3 separate regions of the Gossypium hirsutum genome follow, and regions 1 and 3 are each linked to region 2. The links are chromatin contacts, called in public Hi-C maps. All regions are on one chromosome and are shown on one strand. The core of a region is the stretch at or near the end of the contact, and the rest is flanking DNA. Distances in the headings are between cores, read along the strand shown. Region 1 holds the start of LOC107899894 (RGG repeats nuclear RNA binding protein A). Region 2 holds the start of LOC107900817 (transcription factor DUO1). Region 3 holds the start of LOC107900819 (autophagy-related protein 3).

Region 1 (4,115 bases), core at 833-3,332, 180 kb before region 2:
GTTCTCGTCATTTGCAAAATCACGTCTGTATCCACCACTACCACTACCACCACGTCCACGTCCATATCCTCGCCCACCACGACCTCCGCCACGAGCACCTTCACTCTTTGCCTCCCTCACTTAGGAATTAAAAACACTGACATCAGTGATAAGCCCAAGAGAGCTAAGAGCTTCATCTTGAAGGCAGCTCAAGAAACAAAATCTTCAAATACAGAAATTTCAGGTTTATATGATTTATGCTATAAAGGAAGAAACCATAACTGACAATTAGATATAAAACAATGTTAACTGTCATAACTATCAAGATGAGATCAGTTATACAACTATCAAACTTCCCTAAAAACAAAAATTCATACCAATGCGTAAACACTTCGGGAAAAAAATCTCAGTTTCGATGGAATACCAACTGACACTTTCAGAGAGTAAACAGAAAAGACAAGGTTCCCCGCTGCATTCTGATTAAATTTCTATAGTTAAGGCATGCACCTTAGCATCAAACAACAAAAGCGCCACGAAACCTCTTTGGGCAAGATGCATTCGGTTAGGAGCGCATACATGTGCCTACTAGCATTTTTTCATAAGATGATAGGCACTAAAGCAATTGGCTTGATTGAAGTTCGCACTAGTTTCATTCATTTTTACTTATTTTTCATTAATTGTACATTTACTAAGAAGATTAAGATGCTAGCTCCCACTCCACTTCTCAATGCTCAACTATCCAACACAGACATGAGATCATAAGAAAACCAATCATATTGGCCAACAAAAAATTATAATTTCATGTTTTGTAGGAGAATAAAGTTGATCAATCTTAAGAGTTTATTATCATGACCATATATCTTAAGCTTCTACACACACCTACATATACACATATATACACATGCATATATATAAAACAAACAAGCACATACACTTGTACATATTGCGCCTTATATCACTCAAGCAAGTACTTTTAGGCGGCTAAGGTAATAGAAGGATTCTAGCAGCTTGAGTGCAACTTGACAACATTGGATTTCATTTTAGAAAAGAAAGAACAACAAGAAAACCAATATGCTTTTCGGAATCTTTTGCTCTGTTCACTATAAGAAATAAGTCTATACAAATAAGAAACTCGCAATGATTATATTCCAAGTAAATAACGGATAACAAATACTCTTTAACAATCAGAGCCCAACTTCCCTTTACAAGAAATGAAACGGAAGTATAATGAACTTAAACCCACTCAACCCTCTCACCCGCCCCCCCCCAAAAAAAAAACAAAAAAGAAAAGAAAAGAACTCGATCATTAAGAAAAGAAGACTTCAGCTTAAGACAATCGGTTAAACTCAATACCCGACACAGACAGCTGAAAATAATGAGTAACTTCAATAGAGAAAGCTCACCAGCCTGAGCAGGAGGGAGAGGCTTGGAGGGAAGCTTAGCCTGAGTTGCAGGTTGCGTCTTAGCTTGAGACTTTGCTGGGCCCTTCTTTGGGGCAGCAGCAGTAGCAGTGGCTGCGACAGCCTTTTGCTGAGCAGCGATCAGCAATGATAGTTCCCCAGTGTCGTCATCCCCCAACAAATCAAAAGGGTTCAAGCCAGCCATTTCTTTCTTGAATGAAAAATCCACACTAACCACTTCCAAACCCTTAGAATCTTTCGTTTATAATAACCACGAAATCCCTTACTCTAACAAAACTTCCATTAGATTTTTATATTATGAAACCAAACCAATCTTTTAATAATTAAAAAAAAAAAGTTAGGAGAGGTGCAGTAGAAAGAAAAACCCTAGCCGCAAAAGAGATAAGAGTATAGAAGCGTAAGAGAGAGAGAAACCTAATCTGACTCTTTTTCTGCACTACGATGTTTATTTATTTATTTTGGCTCACTGTAGAGAGTGCATAAAAACACATAGAAAATACCAAAATTAGGTAGAGTTGATTAATATCTCAGATTTAAATTTTGTGAACAAAATCTTTTATATCTTTCATTTGAAAATTCAATACGACTTGATTTCAAAATAAAAAATTTAAAATCTAAATTTGCATTAAAAAAACATTGTTTTAAAAACTGTAATCTTATTTGATCATACTTCTTTTAAAATATTTGTTTCTAATCAGAAATATATATAAAAGCACAAATTTGTTAACTAAGTACCCTAATTTATTTATTATAATTTCAAAAAATATGAATAATGATCAATTAAAGGCTTTTCCATAAATATTAAAAACAAAAGTACGACCCTAAGTTTGACAAAAGAAAAATTACAATCACAAATAAATTCCAACCCCTATTTCATTCATTCATTATCAACCAAACAGTTTATATGATTTCAATTTCAGACTTCTACATACATATACTAATTATATGAAAAGCACGTATTGATTTTTCATGATTTACTATGAAAAATACTCATTTGTAAAAAAACTATACATGTTAGATTTTATCTATTATGCTTCTTCGGATACCCTAATTCTTTTAACTCTGCTTTTAAAGCAGCATGCTCATGCCACATCCTCTCTAGCCGAGCTTCAACCATTGTCGTCTCTTCTTTAAGGTGATGCATCCGCTTCTCCAACCAAGCCACTGCTTCAGCTCTGCTTTCTCCACCTCCGCCTCCACCACCTCTCATCATGCTACCCATGTACTCAACTGGGTAATTCACATGCACTTGTTGTGGCCTGTTTAATAGCACAACAATGCTTACCTGCAGTTAGAAACCAAAAGGAGGAATGAGAGTCGTGAGGATCCAACAATACTATATGAGAATGATAAAATCCAGAATGACTAGTTATTAGGGACTAGCTATGGGTACGATTATCAAAATCACTTAACCAATGAATTAGAGGTAATAAGTTAACTGGGAACTATAGACCTGCATCAGGAGAATCACAGTGAAGGCAACAGCTAAGACTAGTGAAATGTGGCCTTGGCTTTTCAAGTATGAGAAGGATTTCCTCGCAAACTCGCTTAACAAAGATGCAATGGATAAAGCACTAGTCAAACTTTCTTGCAAAAGATTCCCAATTCGCTGGTTAACATCCAGAGAATCAGACATCTGCAATGTCCTTACTGGATCACTTAAGGTATGAGATCTTTCTGAAGGTTCCGTGGTAGCCACTTCCCTTTCGACTTGGAGTTCACCATTTCCAGTTGAGCTTTCAGAAGGCTTTACCCCTGATTCAAACAAAGGAGCTTATGTCAGTAACTCCAACATGTGCATAACTGCTCAGATCATAAATATCATTAAGATGAAATTATTCAAAAAAAAATCTGATGGTCGAATTATGAACCTCCTTGTTTATCAATGTTCTGCTTCAACAATTCATGTGCCTGAAACATTAATGATAAAAATCATTTTGATCAATGTTCAAACAAAATTTACAAAATAAAACATAAAATTACAAGAGAAATATAATACCCTGTCTATCCACGTTGCATATGCTTCTCGACACTCTTCAAGAGTAGACTGCACTATTTTCCCTGTCCCATGTGCATGGCATCAGATGAAGGAAAATGAACAAGTATAATCATTATTCATTTATATAAAAGCAAAAGGTCCACTACGTAAGCTGTTCAAGAAAAAGAACACCATACATCCTTTGGAACTCATCTTCAAAGTTTAAAAGACAGCCCGATTGACAAGTTCAAAACAATTTAGAAGCATCACAAAAAGATTTTGCACTCTCGAAAGTCCTATTTCTTTATTTCTTGCCAAATAATTCCTTCTTCCACAAACAATAAATAATCATTTTCATTCTTAAAGGAGAAATCCTTTTGGCACTTCGGCTATAATAGTTCAGATGCAATGATAATATGAGACACGTAAATGTAAAGTCTTTGTAACAGGAGTCGATAACAATAGAAACTCAGCAAATCAAAATACAAAGATGCGACACAAGAAATACATAAATGATAAAAGAGCACTCTATATAAACAAGAGATTCATCATCATTCAGCAAAGGCAAACCTTTCCAAACAGTTTTCTTGCTAAAAGCCACATTAACATAAACCCGCAAAACGCAGCCTTCTTTTGGGCCATCATTGTCTCTTTCTACATCCCAAAGCCCCTGGAATACACAGCAACTTCAAGCACATATTAGAAACATTTCAACTGAGCTAAAAGTGCCAAAAAAA
Region 2 (3,767 bases), core at 180-2,679:
TACTACTCTCTCCTCTTGGATCTTTCAATGGCTTCTGGTCAATGACCTTTAATTGTACTTCATGGATTATTAGGAAGTCAAGAAATAAGTTTATCTTCAAGAAAGTTAATCCAATATCCCTTTAGGTGCTATCAACAAAATGAATGATCTTCACCTCTCATTTGATGCTAACCCTCCAAAAAGCTCAAATCGTCATCGCCTACAAAGATCCCTGGAGGTAGGAGGTTTCGACTCACCATGGGTTTTATGCCTCCACATAAGTAGCTACCTAAAGAGCAACCTCATCGGAGGTGTGGTCATCATTCAGAATGACAATGGAACACATTTCCTAGCAGAGTATTACAAGATTATCATGCTAGAGATCGTTTCTTTGTGTTAAATATGGTTTCAAAGAATGGCAAGATGGAAAGAAATGTACGTTAGCAAGGTTGTTGAATACCATGTGTTTTGTTCATTTCCAGGTGGCTTGTCTCCAACGCAGATTGAATAGGGCTTGAATAAGATTTTTTGGATAGTTAGATATAGCAGTTGGACCCATACATGAGTACACGATAATTTGTAATTTCGTAATTACACCTTCCAAACTTTAGGTTAAATTTCAAGGTATAATTTCTTGTTTCTATTTCATTATTTTTAATAGATTCATGTATGTATTTGTTGTAAAATTGAATAAATCAAAAATACAAATAATAAGTAAAAAGATAGTGTTGGTAAACACTAACCTCATGAGACTGAAATGAAAGATTGCATGGAAATGGGTGTGGCAGGCCCATTTTGCATAAATACGCCCAAAACGATGTCTTGTTAGGAGCACGTTGATTGGTTGGGTGCTGAACACGCGGACCACCGCAATAGTATGAACTAAACCAATCCGGTTTATAAAATATAAGTTAAAAATCGATTTAATTTTTATGATATAAAAATAAATATTTTATATTTAAAATAATAAATATAATTTTAAGGTTCTTGAAAAATTATTATTTTTTAGAGATATTTACTAAAAGACTTTAAAAAGTCATAAAATACAGTTTATTTTATCCAAATAAGTTTATAAAATCAAAATAAAAATTGAAAATTGAACCGAGTCGAATTAATGGATAGTTAAAAAAACTAAAAAATTTAACCAAACTGATATCATCTTTAGTGAGTATACATTGGATCAATTTTTTTTAATTTAAATCCTTTTAAAAGTTATTTTAATTTTATTATTAATAATTTGTTATACTTTATAATACTTGATAATGTTTAGTTGTAATTACAATCATTCAAATATTTATTAATTGTAATTCTACATATAATCTTAAAAAGAATAGTGATTCATAAAACTATCAAAGAGAGAGAGAGAGAGAGAGAGGAGAAGGAATAAAGGAGAGATACGTAAATTACAAATTTTGAATGAGGGAAAAAATTGGGAACGTGGGGATATTGGCGGAGGATGGTGGCAGTAACCGTCTTAACCGTCATTACCGAAAGAAGAAACATAAAAACAAAGATAATAAGACTACTACATTAATCAGAAAAAAAGAAGAAGAAGAGAAAATTACAAGACCAAATTTATTATCCGAATCCGTGAATAGCCATTCCCTGGTATAAGATAGTAGGGTTAAATTAGGGGAAATGGAAGGAAAGCTAGTAGAGATAAGTCAGATACGGAAAGGGCCATGGAAGGCAGAGGAAGATGAAGTGCTGATCAACCATGTTAAGAAATATGGCCCTCGAGAATGGAGCTCCATCCGATCCAAAGGCCTTTTGCAAAGAACTGGCAAATCTTGTCGTCTTCGTTGGGTTAACAAACTTAGGCCCAACTTGAAGAAGTAAGCATGCGTGTGTATGTGTATATATATATATATAGATTAATCTCTGCTGCTCTCCTCTACTACTTGTTTGTAATTCACAAGTAATTTCTTTTTTGTTTGTTTGTTTGAATCTTCCAAGTGGGTGCAAGTTTACGGCAGAGGAAGAGAGGGTGGTGATAGAATTGCAGGCACAGTTTGGGAACAAATGGGCTAAAATCGCAACGTATTTGCCTGGAAGGACCGATAACGACGTGAAGAATTTTTGGAGCAGTAGGCAGAAGAGACTGGCTAGGATATTGCAGAATTCAGGGGCCCCCTCTTCCTCCTCCTCCTCTTCCTCTTCCAAATCACTCAAACTTAAAAGGGAAATCCCTGCCTTTCACGATGTTCCTGTTTTTGAGGTAAAACCCAATTTTATGATGGTTGTTTCGAATTTCCAAGTGCTTTTTTGGAATTATTTTAGTCACTTTTGTGGTTTGGGGACTAATAAAATATTCCATTGGATGCATTTGTTTGATGAATTGACTCAAAAAGAATTCACTTCACTGTTCTTCGCTTAAAAAGTGGCTAAACTGTTGCTAATTGCTTGTATTGTATTAATTCTTGAGTAGTCTTTAGATGGTTTGAGTTCAATAGTTTTCTTATGGTGCGATAAGTAGTTATGTTTCTTTTTTTTTTGGGGGGGGGGTGGGGGGGGGTTAATTTCAAGGCTCCAAAGTTGAGTTCATCAATGGAGGAAATATCATACACCATGGCTCAATCTTGCTCATCATCATCCTACCTTGATAACACCGAGACTATTATTAAAGTGGAGCAATTCCCGAAACTAGTAAATCCCAAGTTGTACACCGATGCGAACATGGCGCAGCTGGAGCTGATGTCGATAGGGAACAACCCGTATGCTGCTGCTGAGGCCCAACCGCAAGCTTTCTTCCCTCAGACTCCACACCCCCAACCATACCTCACATTATCACTGGAAAGCCAAGACCTGTTGGCTAAATTCGAGGATCCTTACTTTTCACAAGTGTTTGCACCTATGGATGTTCATGAACTTGACAGTGGGAACGTGGAGCAGCAGCCATTTCTTGAACCGGTGAGAAGCGGTGGGTTCGGTGCAAGGGAAGAAGCTGATAACCCTATGATCCCTGATGCCTTCTTCGATGATTTCCCAGCAGACATGTTTGATCAAATGGAACCGCTTCCAAATCCATCAACCTAAATTCAAAGATGAAGGAAACTTGACTTTTGTTTAACGTTTTAAACTCTTTTCTTGTATATTATTGCTGTTTCAATGAGTAGGAGGCTTTCTTTTTCTTCTTTCTATTTCTGTTTTTTTCTTTCTTAAGAGGATGAATATTGTCACTGTAAACTGCTGGTTCTTCATTTCTCATTCGTGTGCTTCTGTATATAGTCAAAGGCATATCCAGTGTTGGGTGCCAAAAATTAAAGGTCAAAATTTGCTGCCAATCCTAGTGAAGTTTTAGATTTAGTGTTGAACTTAAGAAGTGCAGTCCAATACATGATGATATTGATTTTTTTTTTTGTAACTTTAATCACTTGACAGTTCTATTAACGGGTCATAGGTTAAGTTCTTACAACTTCGAAATAGGATATCAATTGGGGTGGGGTGCTCTCATTGCACCCATCACTGTTAAGAATTTTCATACTCATTCTCGCTTCGCAACTCATTACAGGTACAAACTTAAAATTATCCCCGCCCTACGACTTGCAAGATAAACCACCCACGTGGGTTCTAGACCCACTTAATTCCCTCTATACTTATATTGCGACCCACTTCAGATAATTCATTAATAAGTATTAGTTAAATAAATATAAACTAAATTTTGTATGAAAAAGGTATACCTGTCCTCCAGACTCTCACCATATATGTGACATTATTCCAACCGTCATTGTTAAAAAAAAAGTTGTCGCGATCCTTTAATTGGTAAATAAAATATAACTTCAACATGA
Region 3 (3,705 bases), core at 841-3,340, 130 kb after region 2:
CTCTTCTTCTAAATTTAAGTTATTGATTTTTCTTTTGATTTTACAATATTTTGAGATATGTCATGGTTTTCCACATCTATAACATTTTATTGTTTTATCAATTTTGTTTTCTGTTTTTTGTTGTTTCTTTCCTTTTCTGTATTTTTTATATTTAGGTTTTTTATAATATTCTGAAATATTCTTTTTCCTATTTTTTGGCGTTTCAGGGCAACATGTTTTTGAAGAAGAAGGTTCATTCCTGATGTCAAATTGGTGGCAGAATGATCCTAATTCCTTTCTACATTGATATCTTTCTTTCTTGAGTTATTTTTGTAATTTTAAATCTTGACAAATTTTTTATCATTCTTTTTGGGTGAAACTAATTAGTTCACCATATGTAATTTTGATATCTCTTTTACTGGTCCTAATAAAGGGTTCAGGGTTCAAGGTTCAGGGTTTAAGGCTTTTTTACCTATATATTATAAAAGAAAATAATTTTTTTGAAAATGGTATCCCAAACCGATTAAATACGTGAATAGGTTGTTTTAGGTGGTGGAGGGTGGTGCAGATGTACACCACCCATTTTTTCTGACTCCGGCAGATTTCTGTTATAAAAAAATTAAACACAATTTTATATCGGGTGTTGCCTTGTTAATTGGCGGCACCAAAAAGTATGTTTTATACGGATCATATACGATGTTAGTTTAGTGGTGTCATATTGACAGGCGGCACTAGTAGTGCCCATGTCAGAGGCAGCACCAAATGGTGCCTATACATTGCTTGTCCATTAAAGTTTAATGATTTTCCTATTTGCTGTAATAAACTTACAATATCCCAGAGACCGACCAAACATAAAACTTTTGATGCATATTAGACCATACACAAGTTTTCTTTTTTGGTGTGCTTGTGCGTGCATCCGTTCAATGTTTGGGTTTTTTTTATTAAGTTTCTTGTTAATGCTCGAGATGTGTTCTTTGTTGCCTAATGTCTAGCAAAATTCAAAATGGGTGCCGCCTTTGACATGGGCACCACTGGTGCCGCCTACCAATATGGCACCACCAAACCGACACCCTATATGACCCGTATAAAATATGCTTTTTGGTGTCGCCAATCAACAAGGTACCACCTAATATAAAATTGTTTTAAGAGAAATTTTTTAACAAAAATTCGTCCGTGTCAAAAAAAATGGGTAAGGCCTCCTCTGTACCACCTTCCACCACCTAAAACAACCCATTCTCGTAATTAATGGGTTTGGGATACCATTTTCGAAATTTTTATTTTTTTTATAATATATGGGTAAAAAAGCCGGCGTTTGAGGTTCAAGGTTCGGGGTTTGAGGTTCATGGTAAAAAAATTACCAAAATTATATGTTAATGACATGAAAAAAGTGTTGAAATGTCATTAAATAATTGGAAATGGACCATGGATAATGTGGTGGGAAGGATCCATAAAATAATTTCTTGAATTATTGAGTTTGAATTATTGAGTTTTCATAGGAGAAAACTTGGATTTTTACAAAAAAAAAAGAAAAAAAGAAAAATTGACTTTTTATAGGTAAAAACCATTTTATCTTTTAATTTCTTTTATTTTTTATTTTTTGAATTAATTTTAATTTTTCTGTAGTAATAAGAAAATTTGGATTTTTATTGAGAAAAGTTTAGGGTTTTATAGGAAAAACTAATTTTTTTCATTTTAATTTCTTTTATTTTTTCCATTTTTAAATTTAAGTTTAGTTTAGTCTAGTAAAAAAAAAGAAAAACTTACATTTTTACGAGAAATTACCTTCATTTTTATGAGAGAAAACTTGGATTTTTGCAAAGAATATTACTCACCAAAATGATATATTTTAATTCTAAATTGAAATATTATTGACTAAAATAAAAATTTATTAAAATTGAGAAACTAAAGTATAGAAACACCCCCGTTAGCGAAATTAAGGGTGAGTGGCTAAAACCAACCATCTAAGGCAGTGCTAGATTTGAATTTTTCTTATTTTCAGTGACCAAATAAAAATTTACAAAAGTTAGCTGATTAAATGCGAAATTTACCCAAGTATTAATTGAGAGGCGTAACCTACACATGCGACTAATCAATCACAGCCGTCCGTGCCAGACCATCGGGTTTGCGATGTCCAACGGGCTCACGGATGGTAGAACTCATACGCCACACGCTATTATTTTTTCCTACGCAACACAACACCACAACGCAAGCGCATTCGACGATCCCTTTCTCTCTCTACCTCGTCCGTACGGGATCTCTAGGGTTTCAACCTTCGACTTCGATTGAATCGCTAGGGTTTTGATTATATCCTCTCTCCTTTGATCGTACATTAAATTGAATCAAGAAATTCGGAAAAAAATATGGTACTTTCTCAGAGGATTCATGAGGCATTCAAAGGAACTGTGGAAAGAATAACAGGGCCTCGAACAGTCTCTGCTTTTAAAGAGAAAGGAGTTTTAAGCGTCTCCGAGTTCATCCTGGCTGGTGATAATCTTGTATCCAAATGCCCTACCTGGTCTTGGTATCTTCACCATACTATCAACATATGTATCTTTATTTCTTTGTTTGTAACTTGCTTTAGTAGTTTTGGAATTATATGAATCCTTTTATATTTTCATATTGTACATCGATATTAATGGATTAATATTTTTGGGGAAAATTTGTAGTATAGCTTCATAATTCATGGTATAACAATTTAACTCAGTGAATTGTTATGAATACTAGGGAATCTGGAGAGCCAAGCAAGAGGAAGTCCTATTTACCGCCCGAAAAGCAATACTTGATTACTAGAAATGGTAAATTGACCACCATCTCACTTAATTTTCCTTTGAATTGCATATCTGATTAGTACTAGTAATTTTATTTGGTGATTTTGTGGTTAGTGCCCTGCCTAAGGAGGGCTGCGTCAGTGGAAGAAGAATATGAAGCTGCAGGAGGAGAGGTTCTTCTTGATAATGAAGACAATGATGGTTGGTTGGCAACTCATGGTAAACCCAAAGGTATTATCTTCTTCCTTGAGGTTCTGCTTGTGTTGATTCTAGGATGAAATTATGGACTTCACACAGCTAATCTTCCTGACAGATAAAAGTGATGTGGAGGAAAACCTGCCTTCAATGGAGACTCTAGAAATAAGGCAGAATGCTGTAAGATCAATACCTTCTTATTTTGGGGTTGGTGAAGACGAAGAAGATATACCCGACATGGCTGATTATGAAGAAGCTGACAATCTTGTTGAGACTGATGCAGTAAGTGCTGACTGCTGAGAAACTTATATGATTTCTGAGATTCAAAAACTAGCCGAGTAACTTTTTCTTTTTGTAACTAGTTGATTTAGATTAGCCTTTTATCAGAGTTCTAATATTATCTTAATATTACATATCTTGGTTAATACCTTTGAGGGGGGGGGGATTATGTTGTGATAAGGTGCAAGGATATAGGTTTATGCTTAGCAAACCTGTCCTCAAGGATATAGATTCTAATTTCTCTTTCCCTTTTAGAGGTTCAAATGTCTGTGTACTTATCTGATATGTCTCTGATCAATGCAGGCTACTTTACAACCAACATATCTTGTTGCTCAAGAGCCTGATGATGACAATATTTTACGGACCCGAACCTATGATGTCAGCATCACGTAAGACAATTCTGGTGCCAACATGCTTAGGATTCATTTTCAGGTTATGATTTTGTTATGAAATCTCAAACTTGACAAACATTATCAAATTTGTA

The links. Hi-C and Micro-C count contacts between places; a contact is called where the count stands out from the background.
Region 1: a contact with region 2 is called in a Hi-C map of hypocotyl, with 2.1 times the contacts expected there. The contact joins the promoter of LOC107899894 here to the promoter of LOC107900817 in region 2. A contact is called at or near these places in 6 of 34 Hi-C or Micro-C datasets (hypocotyl, leaf and petal).
Region 3: a Hi-C map of hypocotyl shows a contact between it and region 2, with 6 times the contacts expected there. The contact joins the promoter of LOC107900819 here to the promoter of LOC107900817 in region 2. A contact is called at or near these places in 15 of 34 Hi-C or Micro-C datasets (anther, callus, fibers and 4 more).

What each region holds. Positions count from the first base shown.
Region 1 is chrD08:52,585,642-52,589,756 of Gossypium_hirsutum_v2.1, reverse strand. LOC107899894 (RGG repeats nuclear RNA binding protein A) reads right to left here and starts at 2,082. Exons shown (of 7, transcript XM_041098356.1): 1 at 1,383-2,082; 2 at 1-119. The coding sequence starts at 1,584. It overlaps LOC107900809 (protein VASCULAR ASSOCIATED DEATH 1, chloroplastic), which reads right to left. Exons shown (of 19, transcript XM_041098355.1): 14 at 3,949-4,048; 15 at 3,400-3,461; 16 at 3,272-3,311; 17 at 3,052-3,155; 18 at 2,854-2,947; 19 at 2,256-2,685. The coding sequence ends at 2,627.
Region 2 is chrD08:52,406,648-52,410,414 of Gossypium_hirsutum_v2.1, reverse strand. It overlaps LOC107900817 (transcription factor DUO1), which reads left to right and starts at 1,429. Exons shown (of 3, transcript XM_016826532.2): 1 at 1,429-1,814; 2 at 1,936-2,197; 3 at 2,506-3,263. The coding sequence starts at 1,618. The coding sequence ends at 3,015.
Region 3 is chrD08:52,274,088-52,277,792 of Gossypium_hirsutum_v2.1, reverse strand. It overlaps LOC107900819 (autophagy-related protein 3), which reads left to right and starts at 2,090. Exons shown (of 10, transcript XM_016826534.2): 1 at 2,090-2,500; 2 at 2,704-2,774; 3 at 2,862-2,978; 4 at 3,061-3,224; 5 at 3,525-3,610. The coding sequence starts at 2,340.